Linked DNA regions of Mus musculus: regions 2 and 3 are each linked to region 1. The links are chromatin contacts, called in public HiChIP or PLAC-seq and promoter capture Hi-C maps. All regions are on one chromosome and are shown on one strand. Each heading gives the region's core, a stretch centred on a gene start, on an enhancer-like site or on the middle of the called end of the contact. The rest is flanking DNA. Distances are from core to core; before and after follow the strand shown. Region 1 holds the start of Immp2l (IMP2 inner mitochondrial membrane peptidase-like (S. cerevisiae)). Region 2 overlaps Immp2l (IMP2 inner mitochondrial membrane peptidase-like (S. cerevisiae)). Region 3 overlaps Gm40403 (a long non-coding RNA gene).

Region 1 (4,672 bases), core at 1,626-4,125:
GAGCTAGAAAGAGTGAGTTTATTCAGCAGTAAGTCATGGAGGCTGAAACACTTTAGGCCTAGGTTAGCAGATGGAGGCTGGAAGCTGGAGCCTTCAAGGTCCAGACCTGCAGAAGATTAGATTGTATGGAGGCTAGAAGCTTCCAGATCCAGACCTAGGGATAGATAGAATCACTCTGGCCTTAGCCCAAACCATAAAGTTTGGATATGGCTCCCATTTCAAACCTGAGAAAATAAAAGCTACATTTACATTCACAAACCACGAGTCAGAAGCCATCTCTGATTCGTCATTTCCGGAGGTCAGATCCTCATACTTCCAGGTGTGTGGTTACCCACCATACCCAAGCAGATGAAATTACTCTCATTCTACTTTTATTTGTGGGCTAGGAAATGGTCCATAGAATTTTAAAGCCTAATTACTTCAAGTTAACTTTGGTTCAATATCCCATTGAATATTAATATGATTTGTAGCCATAATTTAAGTGTGTATCTAAGTTAGGAATCTATGATACAGGTCCTCTGATGGCATTGATGCTAAATACTTGAGCTTCAAATTTAATGACCTTGAAGAATAAACAGCATTCAGACACTTAATCTTAGCTTCTTTTTAGTAATATAATTTTTTTAAAAAGATTTATTTATTTTATGTATATGAATACACTGTAACTATCTTCAGAAACACCAGAAGAGGACATCGGATCCCATTACTGATGGTTGTGAGCCACCATGTGGTTGCTGGGAATTGAACTCAGGGCCTCTGGAAGAGCAGTCAGTGCTCTTAACTGCTGCCCATATAATTTTATTTTTAAGGAACAGTTTTAGGTGGAGAGTAAAATTGAACCGAATGGGCAGAATTTCCACCTATCTCAGGATACCCACATATTCCAGGATACTCACATATTCCAGGATACCCACATATTCCAGGATACTCACATATTCCAGGATACCCACATATTCCAGGATACTCACATATTCTCCAGTATATGTATAATCTTCTGATTAACATTCTGAGACAGAGTACTGTGGTAGGACATTTTATTACATGATGAATTCCAAGACTGTTATTTACTGAAAAAATCCCATTTCTAGTTGTTCTTAGCCCTTAGTACATACCTTTAGTCCCTCTGGCTGGAATAGAGATATGCTCTTTGTACATACCTTTAATCCCAAACAACGAAGGTAAAGTTAGTTTGTAGAAAGAAGCACCCATGTTTGAAAGTGATAGCTAGTTGAGTGGCAGACAAAGTGACAAATCAGAGAAAGATTTGACACACTAGGACACGCCAAATCCTCAGGAGAAAAGAGAGGAAAGGGAAGCTACTTAAGAGAGCAGGGCAAAGAGGAAGGAAGGAGGCAGTTTTAGCTGGACAGTTGTACAGAGACAGGTCACAGAGAGAGAGAACAAGCTAGATACAAGTGAAGGAGCCAGGGAATGAGAAGGAACCAGAGATTAGAACACCCTGCCAAGTTAGAATGAGGCCAAGTAGAGTAATTCATTCAGGAAAAGCCAAGATAAACCAGACTGAATCATTTTCCATTGAGAAGAATTGAGCCAGAACAGCTGAGTTGAATCATCCAGCCATCGCTCAGAAAGAACCAGAAATAGTGAGTTTATTCTGCAGTAAATCTTGGATGCTGAAAATATTCTAGGCCTAGATTAGGTTGTATGGATTCTAGAAACTTTGATGTTTATGTATGTTCATGCCATCCCATACTGTTGGTTCTTCACTGGAACAAACATCTATTTAATTTGGAGTCTCTTTACTGTTAGGGCCCAATCCAATTTGTAAATAGGCTCTGTCATCAGGGGCGGCCTCCAAGATAAAGCACTGGTAGAATCAAACTTACCTCGCAGTAAATATTTTAGATAAGAATAACTGTACCTACATCCTATACAGGAGAGCAATCATGTTTCTTTGGCAGACTTTTGTAATTATTAACTATCAGCCTATCAACCCATTAAAGTCTTCCCCCTTCTCCCCCCCCCCCGCCCCTTTTTTTTTGAGAGAGGTTTACTCTGTGTAGGCCTGGCTGTCCTGGAACTAGCTCTGTAGATCAGGCTAGCAGGCTGGCTTCACCTGCCTCTGCCTTAGCAGTGCTGTGATGACTAAAGGTACGTGCAACCACTGCTCGGCTCCATTTAAGTCTCTTACACTCTCCCATCTTTAGAGTTAATTTTGAATGCTGAGTGTCAGAACATTATGCGCTATGTAAACTTGAGAATGATAGTTCAGCATTATCTAAAAGGGTAAAGCAAGAAAAGATAAAGATACAACTGAGGAGGGCTAGAAAAAGCAAATTAATTTTGTTGTCTATATTCTGTTAGTTACAGTGTTTTTCTAGGTTGTAATTACACAGTTAAGATTTTTTACAATTAACGAGCAAAAGCTTAAGTATATTAAAAAAAACAACCCTAGTTTCTCTGAAGCAAAAAAAAAAAAAAAAAAAAAAAAAGTTCTGGATTTTTTTCTTTTGGCTTGCTAGAGGAAGCAAACCCGAAGTTACCCATGTGCAAACAAAACAATAACAAAACCACAGAACAACACAAGAAGTCCAGTCTGGGTTCCTGGTCTAAGGGAAGAAGCTGAAGATAGCTTCTGATAACTTGCTGCTTTTCCTTGCCCTCTTAGCCATGCCAGGCTTCGACCTAGGGCTTAGACCTAAGGCTTCTAACACTTGGAACCTCTAGACGGTCAGTACCGCCCCCTGATCTGACGTAAACCCAATTCTGGCTGCGGATCCACCTTGAGCCGCGTTTCGGGGGCGGGACTTCCGTAGTAGTAGGCGGAGTCTCCGGCTGCCGCCCAGCTGGGGGTCGGGTCTGGGCGAGCGGCGGCAAAGGGCGGGGCGAGCGGCGGCGGAGGGCGGGGCGTGCCGCGGCGGAGGGCGGAGCGTGCCGCGGGGACTTCCCCTGGGTTGAGCTGCGCAGCGGGTGCGCGGGGAATGGGGCGGCGGGTCCGGGCGGCTTGGCACGCGGGTGGGCTTAAGCAGACCCTCTGTGTCCCCGGCAGGGTCTCTTATCTCCGGCTTCTCCTCCGTCGAGTGGGCGTTGCTGGGAGGTGGGGAGCCGCTCGGCCGCTATCCGCGCGATGGTAGCGAGCATGCGTGCGTGCGCGTGTTCCAGTGAGGCCGCGCGGCTGTCCCCTCAGTTCGTCCTCTTGTCTCCCTCAGTTAGGGAACCCGAACCCCGATCCGGGCGGGTAGCCGACCTCTTCTCCCCGCCCTGGGGGACCCACAGAGCGGCCGGGAGGGAGCGCTGCTCCTGGGGTGGTGAGCAGCTTGTGGGAGCTGCTCAGGCTGGAGCCACGGGATTTTAAAGGACCTGTCTCTGTCATTTTTACTTTTAGGATTTTGGCCAAATTGGGCGAGGGTACAATATTACCACTTACCCCTTCTCACCGAGGAAGAGCGGGAGAAAGGGTAAGTAAGTATTGCTCAGGGGCGGAAGGTGCCAGGACTCTTTTTCGAGTGGGGAAACTACCCTAGGCAACTTGGGTCCAAATTCCACTTTTTATCAGGAACTGGATAACCCACCTTCAAAGGTCACTTGTCCCAAGATCAAGCCTTTCTTCAGGTTCCAGAAGCCCGTAGAGCCGACTGGAAGTTTAGCAGCGTTTTAGACACCTGAGAGAAAACTCATTTCCTTTCAGACCCTCTTTAACCTGGCACATTGATGCTATAGTTCCTCTCAGGTCCCCTGTCTTCCTAGGTAGCATTCAGTAGTTCCTGACACAGTAGGGCCCTAGGTAATCTTGGCTCTGCTTGGCAGTTATCCCTCCGGGGACCTTACATTTTAAAATCTCAACAGTGGGGGAACGCACATGGGGCCACATACAGGCAATTTCATATACTTCTAGTTCTCAGGTCTTTCAGAATTACAGAGGAATTGGGGGAGGTCCTATCTCAGGCATTGAGGTGCTTTTCTGAAAAGCTGAAGTCCTGGGAAGTTGACTGATTTCAAGTTATCATCTCTCTTCATTGGTTCCTCCCTAAGACTTGCCCTTCTCCTAGTCTCTGTCTGGTGATAGGAAACACAGTTCCTTTCAGGTTCGAAACCCTCCAGTTTTACATTCATCTCCGCCAACTTTTACTTAAAACACAGGTTAGCTATAAGCAAGAACAGCAAGCCACAGGCTTGTTTACCCCCGAGAGAAAGCTAGACTTACCCTCAGTGCCCATCCTGGCACATGCCACATATGAACCTGACTTCCTTGAGAGGCAGATGTTCGCATATTATGAAAAACTAAGACATGGTTGTTTATTAAAGAGGGACTCTATCTCTGATGTCCTTTCATCGTGTGCCGAATGAACACTGGTCAAAATGGGATCTGGAGAGCTGGCTCCTGCCTTCAGTCCCTACAGGGGCAGGTGGATCTCTGTGACTTCGAGGCCAGCCTGGTCTATATAGGGAGTTCCCGGCCAGACAAAGATACAAATGAGGGCCTCTCTCAAAAAACAAAAGAACAAAAACATCCCATAAAGAAAACAAACAAAGCAGTATGTGGAGAATGAGACTGTTGGAGATGACCTGATTTGGGAATGGGCCTTTCGCAGGTTTCTGTGGAAGTTTACACATAATTCTGTGGAATTATATCTAAGTGTTAGAGAACTTCTGCCTGCTGCTGTCTTTGTGGCTTACGGACCAATAGTGGTGTGTGGGGCCAGTGCCATCA
Region 2 (4,672 bases), core at 844-3,343, 850 kb after region 1:
TGGTTGCAGCTCATGTTGTAGGTGGGTTAGGGTGGGACCACAGCCTTCTCATGTGCAGAGAGATATGCTTGAAAAGTGATTTCAGTGTTTCCAGGGATGGATGCAGTTCGGTTGTCCTGCTTGAAAGTCCAATTTACATTTCATGATTGTTACTTTCCCTAAGTGGAAACATGGCTGCATTACTTCATTCAAGGCTCCTGTGACTCCAAAGCCCTGAGTAAAACCTCATTAATCTGCACCCCGCTTTTTCAGAAGATGTAATAACTTTGAAAAGTGCTAGGCTGAAGTTTACTTTTCTGCTATCTATAAAGAAAGGATTCCTAACCCATTAACCAAATTAATAGTGCAGACAAGATTGGAAGAACAAATGGCATTAAACTTCCTTCAGCACTTTAGAAGCACCCATATACCTAAAGGCTATCTAAACTTGAAAGACACTATATTTTCAAAGTTTTGTTGCAGCAAGATCTTTTTCTAGAAAAAAAAAAAGGATAAAAGTTTAAAATGGTATACTTCTCTAATTCACTCTCAATTTGTTTTTTTGTCCAGTTAATCCATGCAATTTGACAAGAAAAATATGAAATTTTAGGAGATTTTGTCTGTATTAACAATGATGGCCAGGAAAGTAGTAAGAGGACCGATGTCACATGGTCTTCAGAGGGAACTTTGGTGCCCAGCATCTATCTGTTTCAGCCTGTTATTAAAGATGGGAATACTTACTTCATTTTGTCTATAATGTACTATCCCTAAAATTTAGCCCATTGAATCATGTGTACATGTACTCTACTACCATACCTACCACAGGACTGTGTTTACGTATAAGCATATACATGGCTCTATTTCCATATAAATTGGAAAGCATGACACCAGAAAACAGACCTCTTTTCAGCTCTAGGGAATGAGGACTGCTTTTTTATCTTTTTTTTTTTTTTTTTTTTTTTTCGAGACAGGGTTTCTCTGTGCAGCCCTGGCTGTCCTGGAACTCACTCTGTAGACCAGGCTGGCCTCGAACTCAGAAATCCGCCTGCCTCTGCCTCCTGAGTGCTGGGATTAAAGGAGTGCGTCACCACACCCGGCTTTTTTATCTCTTTAGGGAACTAAAATGAAGGATTTGCTTTCTATCCTGAACTTCCATAACAATCCCATTAACATCTTAGGCTTGCTCTGTCACTCCACTCCACTCAGTTCTCCTTCCCTGTTCGCAGTAAGCTCTCATGAGGTTGCTGATTTCTTTCTCTCACGATGTTGTCCCAAGGAAGGAAAGAAAGCCTCCGTGGGTTTCAGCATTTTCCTCCTCCTCCTTCCTTGAGCTGTGATCACACACTGAAAGCTCCATCCTGTGCTGATGTTTGAGAATCTGTTACCATGGAGCTATTCCCCAGCTCAAAGGATGGTTTTATTACATACAGTGTTACAGGAAAGGAGGATGGTTAAAATTAAACTTAAAAACCCTTGATTAATAATAGAAAATGAGAAAAAAATGTTTTCAGAATCGAACATGGGGTTGAGTGCAATGTATTGTTATGGTTACCCTTGTTCTCCAAGGAGCTCCTTTTATTTTATGTTTTCTGTTTGTGGGGAGGGAATTGTAGCAAATATAAAAGACTGTGTTGTCTGCTAGCTACTGGGCATATGTCCAAAATACAAGTGGACGTTAACTCAATTCAGCAGATAAGATTTCCTTAGGGACTTTTGGAAGACTTTCCTAGTTCATTTCTATGGCCTGCATATGACCTGTGTGTGTCCTCTCAGACAAAGCTACTTAAAGAAAAATTAATAAGATTTGGTGTGTGCATATGGGGAGGTCAAGAAAGACTTAAAAAGAATGAACAGTAAACAGAATTTTGAGGTACCAGTGATTTTGGCAATGAAGATAGGCTTCTTGCGTCAAGGCAGGTCTAGAAGAAGCTGATGCTGAGGAAGCATAATAAACTCTTTGATGAAGGCCTGCATCACACACAAAATGTGCTACTCTTTAGCCAGTGGTGAGCCTGCTTTGAAGGCCAACTTCTTGATTTCTTACCTAGAGTGAGTGACCAGGGTGTGGAGTTTTTGAAGATGTGTGGTTTTAGAAAAATAACAATTTTTGAATTGAACCACATCTTAGCTACTTTGCATATTTTCGAACATTTTGAAGTACATTAATGATCTAGGAAAGCATGTTTACCAAAAAAAAAATCTATGTATAAAAACTCTAAAAAGTTATTTTTAATAACATTTAAGAGTAATAGAATTTAGAGATACATTAAGGGGTAAATATAATGAGCAGCAATTAAACATTTTAAATGTCTTAAAAAGCTGTTAAGTGATTTATGGGGATCCCTCACTTTTTGGGAGGTAAAGAACTACAACTACTAGGCAAGAATTCAGAGCCTTCTCTGCTTGTAGGACCTATGCCCAGATAGGAACACAGAAGGTACCTGGCATTAGGTGACAGCAGGGTCCCAGGCAGTTCTGTTGGCCATGCTTAGCTTTGGCTCTAACCGAACTATGGATATATGTTGCACATGCCTGACAATTGTCATAACAACAGGGTGTGGGAAGGAGAGAAATGAGGAAGTTGTGGCTTTTCTCGGTATGGCCCAGCAGTTAAGAATTTGGGATTCCAATTAACAGCTGGGTGTTTGTTTAAGCTCTTCATGCCTCAGGTTTCTCATCTGTGAAATTGGATCCATAATCATATTTACCTCGTCAGATAGCCCTAAGGATTAAATTAAAAAATATATGTAAATTAGGTTAGACATTTGTACACAGTAAGTTCCCAACTTTTAATAACCACCTGATATGTATGATGACTGCTGTAATATTTTATAATCTCCTCAGAGGTACTTAATTGATACATATCTGAGTTAGTCCTTTGGCTTTATAGACCCTTCTGGTAGACTACATTAAGGAATGCACATCACTAAGAATGCTTTTAGGTTTTCATTCTTGTTTCGTTATAGTCAGTCTTGGTGGAAATGTGCCTAATTGTACCCCAGTGTTCTCTAAAAGCTTCAGTCTACTGATTGTTGGGTGCTTATATGAGATGGTTTTTTTTTTTTTAATCTTTTCTTTATAACCATCTTCTCAAGGAGTCCTCATTTCTATTATGCAGCTTACTGTTTCTCTGGTAGAGCACTCATCCTCAACTCTCATAGAAGCTGCTTTACTTTCCTATGTAGACTTTTACAGTGTTAGATGGTTGCAGATGTCAAATACTTAAAATTTGATTGGACACAGGCCATACTAGCTCTCAGGCTCTCCTGCCCTGCATGTGGCAACAAATGGTCTTAGTTTGCCAGTTTTCCTGCAAATAACTTTCTGTGGTATTTGTTTGGTTCCTCCCCATCCAGTGGCCATATTAATGTATATTACAATACAGTTTGAATTTTAAGTGTGGCCTTCATAGCTTGTTGAGCCCTGTGTTCCTAGCAGGACTGCATGGTCCTGGTGATGGCCTATTATGATTAGCATATCTGCTGTTCTACACTTGCATGAAGTGGGCATTAGTCACAGCTGGGACAATAGTAGCTTCTGAACTGTTCCAGGTATTGAAGACATACAGGAAGTTTTCAAGCTCACTGCAGAACAAATAAAGACAGACAAAGCAGAAAGGAAAACAAACACTCCTTCTCTCGCTTTTACTGTGGCTTGGTGCTTTCTCAATATTTCATTTCTCCTTAGTAGCTGCTCTCCCAGGGAGCAGGACAACAGGACTCTTCCTTGATATGTAGAAAGCTGTAAGAAGGAGATGAGACACTCTCTTGGTCTTGTTGTTTGCATGGCATTCGTTATGTGAATGTTCACTTTTTTTTTTTTTAACCTACATGAGCAACTGATAATGGGAAAAGCCCTCAAAACCCCTCACAGTCCAAAACATTTCCATTTATTGCTGAATTGTTATGGTTTCTAATAGATACATGGAATCCAGATTATCATTATTTGGTGGTGGTGGTGGTGGGGGAACTTCCAATTTAACGTGTGAAGGGTGGTCCAACATTAGATGTAAGCAACTTCTCAGAGCAGATGTAGATAAAAATAAATAAATAAATAAATAAATAAATAAATGAACTAATGGAGAATGATTCTTTCTTGGGCCTGCTCATATGAAATTAAGACAGATTTCTCAAGGTGACACAAAGGCAAACGTGTTCTCAACCTACAGCTGACGCAGAGATAATAATTAGAAAAATCCAACTGTTTACTTTTTTATGACAAAGCACAGATGTCTCCACTTGATTTCATATTAAATGGAAGGTTTAACTGTCATTGCTAGAGAAAGGGAAGCACTTTTTCTTTTCTCTTGGAAAATGCTGAAGAAGACTGTCTGTTAAAAAGGTTAAGAGAAAATTCAAAGACCAGACCTCACAGCAGGGAAAAAGAATAGCAGGGCTAGGCCCAGTGAATCTGATTGTCAGAAACAACTCACCTCTGCCAGGAAGTACAATCCCCAAAATCCACTTAGTAGAAGCTCAACTCACTTATAGCCATTCTTATATTAGAGCCTCAAAGCTGTGATCTCATCGATGTCAAGATTCTCCTAGAGCTGAGGATTGGGCCAGAGCTTTTGGGTGCTTTCATGTTTCCTTTACAAGGAAATATGGAAGCCACCAATTATGTGTAATGTAGTATGTACAAGGACAGCTTTGTATCCTGTTTTATCTTAAAACTGCATGAAAAAAAAGTCATT
Region 3 (4,672 bases), core at 942-3,441, 780 kb before region 1:
TATAATTAATAATCTTAACAGTATGTAATTTTGCTATTCTTTGTAGTTCTCTTAAGGGAGCAAGGGCCAGACTTCATGCTAAGTGTGACTGAAAGGAAGTTTGGTGTCCCACTAAAGTTCTCCTTCCTGCATGCTTCTGAAAATAAGGACTGAAGTGGTCTACCCCTCACCCCTAGCTTGGGGTTCATGCCCACTCAGGCCTTAGCAGGCACCAGCACTGTCACCTACCCACCCACCTCAGACTCCACCAAGCTTTTCTTTGGACCTTACTCTAGCCACTAACACACAGGATAACACATCCCCAAAGCCACACAGACACTGAAAGACCTGGTATAGGGAAGGGATTAAAGCTAGAGAAAACAGTATTTTCTCTTTTACACACACACACACACACACACACACACACACACACACACACACACACTGCTGCAACTGTTCAGCACTGCTAAGGACAAAATTCATTTTGCTTTCCCTTGGGAAATGAGTTGTTTGTGTTTGGACTTTTTGCCATGAAATCAGGTCTCATGTAGCCTAAGCTGGCCTTGAACCGTCTACATAGTTGAGGATGTTGCTGAACACTTGATCCTCCTGCCTCCAATTCCCAGTTGCTTGTGTCATATGGGTGACATGCGATAGCACATCTGGTTGGAAATGACTTTTTCTTTCTTGAGGGATGATGATGGTTATCCCCCTGTGGGTTGGCTGGTGTCACAAGCCTCACTTTGCCTCTGATCTCTACCAGCAACATGTTACAGGCCTGGAAGTGTGAAGAAGAGCCCCAGGAAAAATCTGGTAGGGGCCTTCACCACAGCACTCACAAGTGTCCTCTGAGGGAAACACGTCCTAACTTTATTTTACTTCTCTAGAACTTTCCCCGTGATAGTACCCGCTCGATATAAAACTGAAGGACTATCAACACACAGCGGAAGAGGCCTCCAGCTTTTGTAACACAAGGCTGAACAGAGCGATGCCTCAGCCCTAAATAAGAGCACTGTGAGAGTGAGACGTTTATTGAGATTACCGAGATAATAAATTGATACGACGAGAACCGTCTTAGTGTGTCTGAATGAGAATCTATCGAAGCAGATGGGGTCTTATGAGGAGAAAAAGCTTAGAAAGTGAAATTAGATTTCTCGTACATGACGGAGCAGCTGCTCAGATAAGAGAAGAACCCTCAGAAGTAATTTATCAGGTAACGATGTCGCTAACAACAATGATGAGGGAATGGGTCAGACCAGCCCTATGACTGCAGATGACAACAGGCTCTATTCCAGATATTGGGACTCCTGAATAATGAATATCCAAAGGCTTATATTCTAAAATGTAAGATGCCTTTGATTCAGCATCAATAAACAGAATTCTGAAGTGTGGTCACATGCCACGGTTAAGGGTGATGTTTGCCCAGTGTCAGATGGATTCTGTGGGAAGGAGACTAGCGAGAGCAGTCACTGCTGATCGATGGCTGGAGGGTCCAGAGAAAATGACCAGCAATCAAGAGAGCTGACGGAACTGCAGCTGTCTGGGGGTCAGGTGCTGATAGTGGAAGAGCTGGGAGTGGGTTTGGCAGGAGTGGATTCAGGTTTTGTGTCTGCAGTTAAGACCAACTGAAACAGGGTTGGGACCACTTTCAGAGAGAAAAAAAATATAGATTTTTAGAAGACAAAAATTTCAGGGCCACTTCTCCAGAGCCTTTGAAAAGGATCATGCAGGAGGCTCAGCTAAGTCTCAACGGTCTCAGAGAACCACCTCATGGGTCAGTCACTGTGACTTTTCTCATTACTGTTGACAACACGCTGGACAAAAGCAACCAAAGGAAGGAGGAGTTTTCTCCTGAGTTAAGAAGGAAGCCAGATCGGGGTGGGGGTGGGGAGTGAGGGGTGAGAAAACGACACATTATGTTAGTAGTCAAGACTCACAGAGTAGGCTGGGCGCTGAGGTCACTTGGTACATGGTTCTTGTTTAGTAACTGTCAGGCGCCCACTCAGCTTACAGGCGGTGCTGCCTGCTTTCAGGATGAGACTTCCCTCCCTCATCAGGTAAATCAGTTGATCTTGGCGAGATCTGACTCACCTAGAGGTGTGTCTCCTTGATGTCAAAGCCAGTTGATTAGACAGCAGAGATTAGACACACCGCAGTAAGAACAAAACCTCCAAGGCTGTTGCGCTCACAGGCTGGCCCTGGGCCAGAGCCCGGGAATGCTCCAGCTTTTGTAACACAAGGCTGAACGGCTTGTTCTTCCGCAGAATGGTGGTAGGCCTTGATTGATCTCCATTTTTTCTCTTTAGCCATTAGGTCTTTTTATTTCCTAAGCATCTCTCAAACTCATTTCCTTTCTTCATCCTTACCGTTAGGACCTGAGACCTGGTGATCACTCCACTTCTAAAACCCTCCAAATTGGTGCCTTTTCCACTCTCCCAGACTTTTTAGAATTATATTCTTCATCCCATGGCTCAGAATACTCCCTCTGCGGGTCTGACTCTATGACAGACACTTCCTAGGGCCTTCTGTGATCTTGCCTTAAACCTGTAGTTTTCAGGATCTGGCTTTAGCCTTTGCAAAGTGCCCAGAAACCTTTGTTAATTCTTTGAAAGTTCTCACATCTAAGTTTCTGCTTTCTGACTTAGACCACTAAAATCCTCCTTTTCCACAGCCCTCTTTATAATACTGCCTTTTCGGGTATGCTGATGGGTAACTTTATGTTTAAAATTTTAAAATCTCTATGCTTAAGGAAGCTATGAAGCAAAATTAGACCTCTAAATGTTAAGTTTTAATGAGGTTTAGTTTTGTTTGTTTGTTTGTTTATTGCTGTTTCTGTTTTCTAAACAAAAGCTTGTAACTTTGTATTCTCTGCCTTTATAAACCCCTGATGGAGGTGGATGGGCCCAGCATTGGCGAATCCCAAGTCCAGGTATAGACCTGGCACCAATATCTGAATAAAAGGCTCTTCTTTGTCGATATTTATTAATGCTCACTCAGACTGGGGAATCTCTGAATGACCCCAGACCCACACATACTGTAGAGGCCTTCTCTAACACCCACCTCTCTACGCTCAAGCCAGGACTTCCTCTGTAACCACACACACAGTACTCCATTGGGGCACTCAATATACCACGTTAAAAGCCCTTGCCTATGGCCGCTTTCCCCTCTCCTATTTCACCCATGCACCTGCAAGCCACATCTCGTTCATTTTTGTATCCCCAGAACTTAGCAGAATATAGGTCCTCACCACATCATTTTGAATGAATAAACAAACAAATGAATGACTGAGCCAGTCACACATAAGCCATCCTCTGTGACCAAACACAGAGGGACAAAAAGCAGAGAACTTAGACCTGGGGTGTACCCAAGTATATAGGTAGATGGAAGAAAGGAAGGCAAATAAATAAATAAATAAATAAATAAATAAATAAATGCAGGCTGCTGAGAATGTTTGCCAGAAAAGTAAGAGGATCCACAAGAATTGCATTGTCATTTTTGCTTTTAATCTGCAAGTTGTTTCTGGAATATATGCAAATTGCTTTTGGAAATGAGGCCCTTGGGATACTTGCTGAGCTGGTGTAATGGAAGGAGTCCCACTATTATACGGGACTTGGAGAGTGGCCCTGGTATCCTCCTCATGCCACCTCTGCTGCCTTGCCATCTGTGGCCAGCACTGATTTCAAACAGCAGTGAAAACAAGAGGAAGAAGGGACAAGCGACTAGCTTTAGGGAAGTCAGAGTTGCCTAAACTCCCAGACACGCCTGCCTCTAGCGTATGATGGTGCCTCTACTTATGTGTCAACACAGCCAAGGAAAACTTGGAAGAGTTTTAGCCACGAAAGGAAGAAAGTACAACTGAAGGGACTCTGGCCAGCTCCAGGGTGGCAAGCATGGCTCCGGCGGGCCTTGCCCTTCTCCCCCATTCCCTCTGCCTTGCTAAAAATCATTAGATTGCATTCTTCAAGCTAACCACCAAGGTCCATTCCCTTAGTTGGCCACTTTCTTCCTCCTAAGGCTGACTACCAAGATCCAGCTATCAAAGTATTGAAGTCGAGCAATCAAAAGACCCCTTGGCTCACCTAATTAACATGCCCAGTTAAAATTAAACACCTCATCCTAACACAGGGTTTCTCCTCATACCTTTATAAGCCTCCATTTGCCCATGGGACACATTTGTTCCCCTCTCTATCCTGAGGCAGTCCTTTGTCCCCGGGGGGGGGGGGGGGTGAAGAGTGAGACAAACACCCCTCCTCCCTCTCCCTAGTTCCCTTCTCTTTCTCCCTCATCCTCTATCTCCTACCTTTGTCCCTCTGGGGCAACTAAATCTCCTTTGTGCTGAGAACTTGGTCTTGGGGGTTCTGAGCCGATACTTTTCCTCTTAACAACCAGAGAGCTAATGTAGAAGGGGGGCAGGGGGATAGTCGTGAAGTAGAATTGGAATCAGAAACCAGGTTTCATGACAGTTATTGGGAACAAACCAGATTAAAGCAGAGCATTCATCAGGTTTAACGGTAGTTTAGGGCTGGTATGGAATTTCGTGGTCAGGATCTTATTTAAAAAAATAAAAATAAGTAAATGAAAGTCATGAAGTTAGAGTGCTAAGTATGAAGAAGTTTAGAACTGCAGAGTGGTTTTGCTTCACTTTGTTTTCCTCAAAGGAAGAATATCTAGTTTGTTTGACAACACCAGCAAC

What was found. Promoter capture Hi-C pulls out the DNA fragments that hold promoters and counts their contacts. HiChIP or PLAC-seq counts read pairs in DNA pulled down with a chosen protein or histone mark.
Region 2: an H3K4me3 HiChIP or PLAC-seq map of the 230-238 cell line shows a contact between it and region 1, with 5 times the contacts expected there. The contact joins the enhancer-like site here to the promoter of Immp2l in region 1. A contact is called at or near these places in 3 of 39 promoter capture datasets (cranial neural crest, hippocampal neurons and pre-B cells), 2 of 15 datasets of contacts at CTCF or cohesin (large pre-B cells and pro-B cells), 1 of 484 Hi-C or Micro-C datasets (the G1E-ER4 cell line) and 3 of 115 datasets of contacts at active chromatin or transcription factors (the 230-238 cell line, large pre-B cells and pro-B cells).
Region 3: a promoter capture Hi-C map of trophoblast stem cells shows a contact between it and region 1, with 4 times the contacts expected there. The contact joins the enhancer-like site here to the promoter of Immp2l in region 1. A contact is called at or near these places in 4 of 39 promoter capture datasets (cranial neural crest, hippocampal neurons, liver and 1 more), 4 of 115 datasets of contacts at active chromatin or transcription factors (astrocytes, embryonic stem cells, memory CD8 T cells and 1 more) and 1 of 9 other capture datasets (liver).

The regions. Positions count from the first base shown.
Region 1 is chr12:41,021,215-41,025,886 of GRCm38.p6, forward strand. Immp2l (IMP2 inner mitochondrial membrane peptidase-like (S. cerevisiae)) reads left to right here and starts at 2,876. Exons shown (of 7, transcript NM_053122.4): 1 at 2,876-2,931; 2 at 3,347-3,419.
Region 2 is chr12:41,876,143-41,880,814 of GRCm38.p6, forward strand. All of the region lies in intron 6 of Immp2l (IMP2 inner mitochondrial membrane peptidase-like (S. cerevisiae)), which reads left to right. Among named protein-coding and RNA genes, the nearest start is that of Gm46348, 110 kb to the right of the region's middle. Within about 2 kb of position 2,094, at least 59 of the 459 cell types and tissues checked have an H3K27ac peak or open chromatin away from gene starts, as enhancers often do. A contact at or near this core is called in the 230-238 cell line, the G1E-ER4 cell line, pre-B cells and 1 more, where this site is marked.
Region 3 is chr12:40,241,975-40,246,646 of GRCm38.p6, forward strand. The region is part of intron 2 of Gm40403 (a long non-coding RNA gene); the gene reads right to left. Among named protein-coding and RNA genes, the nearest start is that of Gm40403, 3.8 kb to the right of the region's middle. Within about 2 kb of position 2,192, at least 55 of the 459 cell types and tissues checked have an H3K27ac peak or open chromatin away from gene starts, as enhancers often do. A contact at or near this core is called in hippocampal neurons, memory CD8 T cells and trophoblast stem cells, where this site is marked.